Linked DNA regions of Mus musculus: region 2 is linked to region 1. The links are chromatin contacts, called in public promoter capture Hi-C maps. All regions are on one chromosome and are shown on one strand. The core of a region is the stretch at or near the end of the contact, and the rest is flanking DNA. Distances in the headings are between cores, read along the strand shown. Region 1 holds the start of Gpr160 (G protein-coupled receptor 160). Region 2 holds the start of Gnb4 (guanine nucleotide binding protein (G protein), beta 4).

What was found. Promoter capture Hi-C pulls out the DNA fragments that hold promoters and counts their contacts.
Region 2: a contact with region 1 is called in a promoter capture Hi-C map of pre-B cells, with 5 times the contacts expected there. The contact joins the promoter of Gnb4 here to the promoter of Gpr160 in region 1. A contact is called at or near these places in 4 of 39 promoter capture datasets (hippocampal neurons, liver and pre-B cells).

What each region holds. Positions count from the first base shown.
Region 1 is chr3:30,854,404-30,858,014 of GRCm38.p6, reverse strand. Gpr160 (G protein-coupled receptor 160) reads right to left here and starts at 2,065. Exons shown (of 4, transcript NM_001134385.2): 1 at 1,770-2,065. Gm42199 (a long non-coding RNA gene) reads left to right here and starts at 2,206. Exons shown (of 3, transcript XR_880730.3): 1 at 2,206-2,396; 2 at 3,537-3,611.
Region 2 is chr3:32,614,855-32,618,465 of GRCm38.p6, reverse strand. Gnb4 (guanine nucleotide binding protein (G protein), beta 4) reads left to right here and starts at 1,876. Exons shown (of 10, transcript NM_013531.5): 1 at 1,876-2,027. Gm52622 (a long non-coding RNA gene) reads right to left here and starts at 1,855. Exons shown (of 2, transcript XR_003954599.1): 1 at 1,189-1,855; 2 at 1-1,063.

The DNA of each region.
Region 1 (3,611 bases), core at 816-3,315:
AGTTACAGGTTAAAACTCAAAGCAAAAGAACTAAGTTAGATGAACACAAATATCTCTCCACACAGATAAAAAGAAAAGCATGGTGTGGACCATGAGACACTGCAGGAGTCAGCTCTTTGCTGGGTATTTGTTTCATGATCCTGGAAGCAAAGTGGAGTAAATATAGAAAACAATACAGATCTTTTTTCAAGGATTAAGTACATCCCCGTTCATTTTAGGCTGTCGTCATCATTGAATAAACTTTTGACATACAGAATATTACAGAGGCACATATGACAATACAAGCAGACCATATGAATGTTCACTCTGGTCTCTTTTGGGGAGCTGAGGGGTCCTGGAGACCCAACCCAGGCCCTGGAGCATGTCAGGCAAATGCTCTACTGCTGAGCCACACCGGAAGCCTGGGCCTGTTTTTCTGCTGAGTATAACTTAGAAGGGATTTGAGCCATTGGAAAAAGTGCTAACACATTTGATACAAAACTGCCTGACTGGAGGCAACCTAACCCTGTTTGTTTGTTCTCTCTCTCTCTCTCTCTCTCTCTCTCTCTCTCTCTCTCTCTCTCTCTCTCTCTCTCTCTCTGTGTGTGTGTGTGTGTGTGTGTGTGTGTGTGTGTGTGTGAAAAAAGCTGAGCCAGCATCCACTCAATCTATTTAACATACACGTGTGCCGTGTGCCTTCTTGTGTGTGTTAGAGGGAGGCGGGGCAGAAACTGTGACCTTTCTGATCAGTCTGATGAGGCAGTATTCACATCCAATTTATGAAACATAATTATATATGATATAGAATCTGAAACTAGAATCACCTGTGGTGACTAACCTTCTGGGGGAAAAAAAAGGTAGTGTTGCAACTTTTAAAGGGAAATATCAAACAATTGCAAAACTAGACAGAGAAAGGACTTGCATTCCTAAAATCCCTCTTTGACTGTCAATCTCTCATAGCCCAGTGTGCTCCAGACCCCCAAAATGAAACAAATCCTCAGTTTACATTTTAACTTCAGTCAGTTATTCTAAAAGATCAGTTTTTTAAGTAATCTAATTATGGAGCCAGCCAAAATGGCACAGGGGCTAAGGACTCTTGCCAGAAGTCAGAATACCTGAGATGCAACTACTGACACACGAGGAGACTATTCCTGAAAGCTGTCCTCTTTTACGTGTGTGCACACAGGAAGACAGAACACAGACAGACACACAGAGAGAAATGTTTTAAAATGGTAAAATGTAATTATGATACCCTTTCAAAAACTAAAAATATTTCCTCAAAATCCAGAACATTCCAAAACCAGGGCACAGTCAAGTTCCACAAGTTTTGCTGTTAGGGCTCTCATTTTACTTGGCATTCTCATAGGAGGTAACCTGTTAACTTAAAAACTTGACTCACAAGGAAATGCTAGGTATAGGTCATGCCAATATGTGCTAGCATACATTCATAAATATAAAGCACCACTTTTCGCGTGTCCTCTGTCACTGTGGGCATGATCTACCTCTGGGATCTAAGGAACAACGCCCTAATCAGATCATTTGCACAAGTTGGAGACGAAGGGGAACAGGGACATGGTGGAGGGTTGCCACCGTTTGGCCACCACCGCAGAAGGAGAGAAGTTGCTTAAGCCTCGCTCCCCAGGGCGGGTCCCCGAGCCAGCCGCCCCGCTCCAGTACCAACCGCCCTTGCAGAGCAGCAGTGACCCGGTGCGCCCGGGCAGGGTTCAACCGCCCTGCAAGTGCCCGCAAGTGCCGGGAAGTCCGCGAGGAACGCCACACACCCACCTCACCTCTCTGCCTGCTGCAGAAGGCTGGGAGCCGCCCCGGGGGAACCGGGCGCCCGTGGGACACTGCCCTCGTCCGCCACAGACGTCGGCGGTGGCTTCCCGCTCCGCACCGCAGCGTCACCCCGAGTCCTAGGAAGGGAAGCCTCGTCGCGACGCGACCGGCCAGTGGCCTCCACGAGTCGTGCGCTCACCTCAGCTGGCACTCCTCAGTCCCTGGCGTAGCGTGAGTAGCCAAAAGCCACCAACCTCCGTAACTGCCTGAGCGGCAGGTCCGCGCGTCGCTCACCTCCGCTCGCCCCGCCCACCCACGCCCCGCCCGCCCCAGGTGAGTCCCCTCGAGGGGCGGGGCCACGCGAGGCTCACCTCCGCTCGCCCCGCCCCGCCTCCTGTCTTTGGTTACTGCGGGAGTAATCCGGATGCTCTTCTTTTCTTTCAGTAGTCAGGCCCAGACTGCTCAGGGTAAGGTGCGTGACTCCACACTGTGGTCTTCCATCTAGCTCATACTGGAAAAAACAGCTTGCATGCGGGCACTTCCGAGTTGACAGTGCGTAGGACGCCCCCTGCGGGTTGGGCGACAAGAGGCGACCGAGTTGACCGACTGAGTAGGCAGAAGATTGCAGGAGTTGCAGGGTGAGGGGAAACTCTTTCCTAGTGTGTCAGGCTTTGAGGATCTAATCCCAGTTTGAAATGCTCCTAACTGCCGTTGTGTCACCCACCACCTCTTGCTCTGTAGCTAGTTTCTCAAGTTTACCTTTCAGTCTGCAGACGAATATGCTCCCAAGACCACAAGACTTGAGCCACTAAGCAGTTACCTTAGTGCACTATAAATTCTGATTTTTCAAAATTAAAGTCTGCGATAACATATATTGCATTTCTTTCTTTGCCGGCCTGTATTAACTCAGCAAATATTTGTTGAGAGCCTATGGCCTGTTAGTTATTTAAACATTTAGCACATGGCAAGCTTGCTTGTTTCCCACTGCTCTCTAAGGGGATCCATGAGTGGAATTGTAGTCTAGGCCTTTCCACCTCCCGCTGGGGCTGAACTGACCTTGCCAGGAACTCAGAAATGGCCTGACAGGGCAGTAAAGGTACCCTGGCTGTTAAATATGGGCTGTAAGGGGAACTGGGGTGTGCCCATCTCCCAGCTCAGAGGAAACATCCTGGAAGAAAGGAGAAATGATGAAATCCAGTGAGGTTGTGAGGTGCTTCAGCCCAGAGCTCCCCAGGGGCAGAGATGGAAGATTGCCAGAAATGGCTGGGGGAATCCCTTTTGTGGAGAAGGAGGGAAGGAACAATAGTAGGTATGCAGTTAGTTCATGGGTCTAAAAAAAACAGCAGCCACCATCTCTGGAGTGTGAACATCAAACAGAGCCAGCCATACATCTCTCTAAACTAACTAACTGTACAACAACCTTGCCTGCTAGGCTTGACAGAGCAGGCAGTGCCATCCTTCGGTGGAGTGGTGCCTTGCTAGAAGAGGGCTGGAGCGGTAGCTCCTAGGAGCCAGCCTACACTCTCCCAGTGCCTTTCTCAATGGTCCAGGAGGCTGAGCCCACTCTCTTCTTCCATCCCCAAATGTATTATTAATAGCTGTCCCGAGACCTTTCCCATCTAGAGGTGTTGGGACGACTACATACCAGATTCCAGGAGGCTCCTGTCTGGAGAGCTGTTGGCGAGATTTTGGCAGACCCATTGCGTCTCAGTTTCTCCTCTTCTGTAATAATGGAACTGAAGGTGAGCCCAAGGCCTCTTCTGTCTCCCTTTTGACAGAATTCATTCAGAAAAGTGCTATGATGGCTAACCTGCCCTCCAACTTGATTGGTTTGGAGTCACCATGGAAACACA
Region 2 (3,611 bases), core at 627-3,126, 1.8 Mb before region 1:
CTTTTTAGAAAACTAAGAGACAGGCAACAAAACAAATACAATATGATATAATATGAAGTGGGTTTTTTTGGGTGATGAATACTTTTTACTTCTTTTAAGTATTTGGACTATTCAGCCAGGATTTCTGTCCGCATCAAATTTTCACAGATCATCAAAGACCATCAATCTTTTCGGGCTCTGCAGTTCATGTTTTGGAGCTATGGATGTCTGCTTCCCCGATCATCTCCAGAATAGATTCAGTACCCCAGGGCTTTCCACTAAGTTTCCCCAGGTGCTTGTCTTTCAATATACAGTTGACAGTAGAGTATTTCTCAGAATCCTGCCATATGGGACATGCTTGTGCACAGGATTATGAGGGAGGAAATCACAACAAAGGAAAATAAGTATCTGAGTTGGTCTAGTCAGGTGCCATGTTATGTGACTTCATGAAACAAGCAGAATCCTAGTGGGCCTCAGTTTGCTAGTCTGTGAAATGGGGATAAATGACAGAGGCAGGCTGAGGCAGGGAGCCTTAGAAATGCATGTCCTCCCTAAGTACCGGCTTCCCCTTGTCTCCAACCTTCTAGTTTAGGACTTATTACTGAAAGATGCCATCAAAAATTAGACCACTCCGGCTGCAACCTACCATCCTGACTCTTTGACGTGTAAGTCTGGTACTTCTTCATTTTCTTCTAGTATTTAATTAGGGAAAGCAAAACTTTGGGGAGAAACCACTTCATCATCCTGGTATCTTGGTGTTTTCACATCTGTGGTGGGGTGGCTTTTACACAGAGCAGATCTTCTCCCCAGTCACATTCAGACTGCTGTTTGGCCTCCTTGCCGGTAGGTATGAGTGGCTTTTATTCCAGGTTGATATGGAGCAGCTGATAAGGAAGAATGGAAGGCCGCGGGGGTGCCAAGCTCTCCTGATATTCTTTAAACCCTTCTACAGCTCTGCAAGCCTCTTTTACCCAGCTCTGTTTCTTTAAATTGTTTGACGTCAGAAAGAGAATGCTATAGCAACCGTCTGTCAAAGTGGAATTAACTCCGAAGAAAGATGGGGGTGGGGAGAGGAGCAATGCCCCTGCAGAAGAAACAAATTGGAGGGAGACATTTAGTTTATAACATGTTCAGTATAAAACGCCGGAGAAATGCGAACAAAGTCGCTTGAGATGCACTGAGGTGCACTAGTGTTTAAAGAGCAGAGACCTGGCAGGGTGCTGGGAGAAGGCCTTCCAGTCATCAGTGACCACAGAGTAACTTCCGAGAGCTGACAGTCAAGAGGGCAGGCTCTGTGCGAGCATAGGTTTGTTCAGGAATGTTTACAGCACGTTCTGGTGTTGGGGGTGGGGAGGAGGGCAGTATCACTAGCTTCGTGTTCCCAGTGAACCTCGGGCATCCACCGACGGCTGCTTGGCTGGATTGACTTCAGATTTTAGAGCCCAGTAATTGCAGACTGCATCTGTGGCTCTCCTGGCTCAACCCTGCAGCCCGCCAGAGCAGAGCAGCCTAGGCCAGGCCCAGGCGTGAAGAAGTCAGGCACTCAGCTTAGACGGCGCGTCCAGGGGCACACTGATAAATCGAAACTGCAGGGGATGCGCTTTCCGCTTCCCAAAGCCGCAGAAGCTGCACGCCTTGCCAGCGCCCACCCCCTGCACCCTGGCCCAGGCCACGCGCGCGCCCCCGCCAGCCCCCTCCCCAACACACACGCACCCTGGCCCTGCATGCGCCAATCAGCCTCCACCCAGGCCAAGCGCGTTCTGGGTTCCCCGAGCCCCTGCAAGCGCCCCCCGCCCCGACCGCGCTCGCTCCCGCCAGCCCCGACCCGAGCCACGCGCGCCGCTCTCTCGGCGCGTTCCCAGACCCTCTCCCCGGCCTCGCGCGCCCCCGCCCCCGCCCCCGCCCAGCGCGCCGCGCCCGGGTCCCCGCCCCGTCCGGCGTGCAGGGCTCTGGGTGTGGTCGCCGTCTTGTGTGGTGGAGCCAGCTAGCGGTTCGCGACCCGCAGCCGGGCGCCCAGCAGTAGCGCGGTGGTGGCGGCCGGGCTCCAGGTAGGTGGCGAGCGCAGGCGGCGGGCGTCAGGGCTCCGTGTGGACGCGGGTGGCGGGCGCTGGGCTCCGTGTGGACGCGGGCGGCCGGGCGCGGGGCTCCGTGTGGACGCGGGCTCCCCTGCGCTCTGCGAGGCCCGGGACGGCCGGAGGGTGCGTCCACCCGGGAGTCTAGAGGACGGTAGCTGCAGAGAATGCCCCCCCCCCCAACACACACACACACACACACACACACACACACACACACACACACACACACACACAGCCTCCCGCCATCTCCACCAAGTTCTCCACGGGCTGCTGGAGCCTCAGGTTGTTGTTTTTGGACTGATACTATGTCCCCAAAGCTTGGTTATTTTTAAGGTGGGTGATAACGGATTTTGGATATTTGCAAGTTTAGAACTAGAGAAAGCGGTTATTTTTTCTCGTCTTCTCCCCGCATCTCTTTCTGCGTTTTCAAAGTTGAGAGAAGGCTGACAGTGGTGGGTGATTTTGTTTTCTCTACTCCTTTCCCATCCACCCCCCCCCCAAAAAAAGGTGAGTATTATAACCTGCTGTAGACCCGCGCCCTACTAGGGAGTTGCCTTAAGACAGAATTGTAATTATTAGTCCCTTTCAATATCGCGAACTCGGACGGTGGTGACCTTTTATATATTTCAGCTTATCAGGATGTGATGGCTGGCATGCTAATGTGAGAGGGAGAGAGGTTGTCTTTTACAGGGGTCTGACCAAACTGTATATCTGGTCTTTGCCAGCATTCATTGCTGATTCTGAAAGTTTACTGTATATTTTAATATTTTGATTAAGAGCACTTAAGGAGTCTTTTGCTTTTGCATTTGGGTTTGCTGGTGAATTTGAAACCGAAATAGAAACTTTAAAAATATCATTTAATAAATATTGCCAGACCTCTTGTCTACACGTTATTAGACCATGACGCTGATTCTTCGTGCTGTGGTTTGCTTAACTGCATGCCTTAAGCCTATGAGCAATACACAGGAAGCAGTTCTGAGTTGCTGGTCTTTTATGAATAAACATTTCAGCGTGTGTTTTTACTCCTTAAAAATAGATCCTGAAATAGATCCTGGGACAATTTCAAAACTAAGAGTGGTATCTAAGTTGGGCTTTTTTTTTTTTTTTTTTTTTTTTCCCCATCACCAAATATTGTCGGAGAGTGAGTGAATTCTCTGATTTCTTTCAGGTGTGTTATTTAAGTTTGGTGGTTTGGCTATTCCTTTCTTTGCCTTGCTGGCTAGTTTAATCAGATTTATTAAAGGAATTGTTTACTGAAGCTCTGTCCTCTCATCAGGGGCAGTGAGCTATTCTGTTCTGTCATCTCTGGGTCACTCCTCAAAGGACACATTATACCTTCCACAGGCAAGGCGATGTTAAATGACTCACTGTGGCCTTGTAACTGTTAACTCAAGTTGGAGTCAGGACAAGATCCCTCTGTCCGCAGAGTGCATGCTTTTCCTGCAGAACACATTCAGTTAGTCCTAGGTCCTGGGAAGGACCCTCAGCCATCACTGATGTACACATAAAATTTCCTTGACATGTCAGAAACCTGTGCTGGTTTCTCTGCTGTGATTG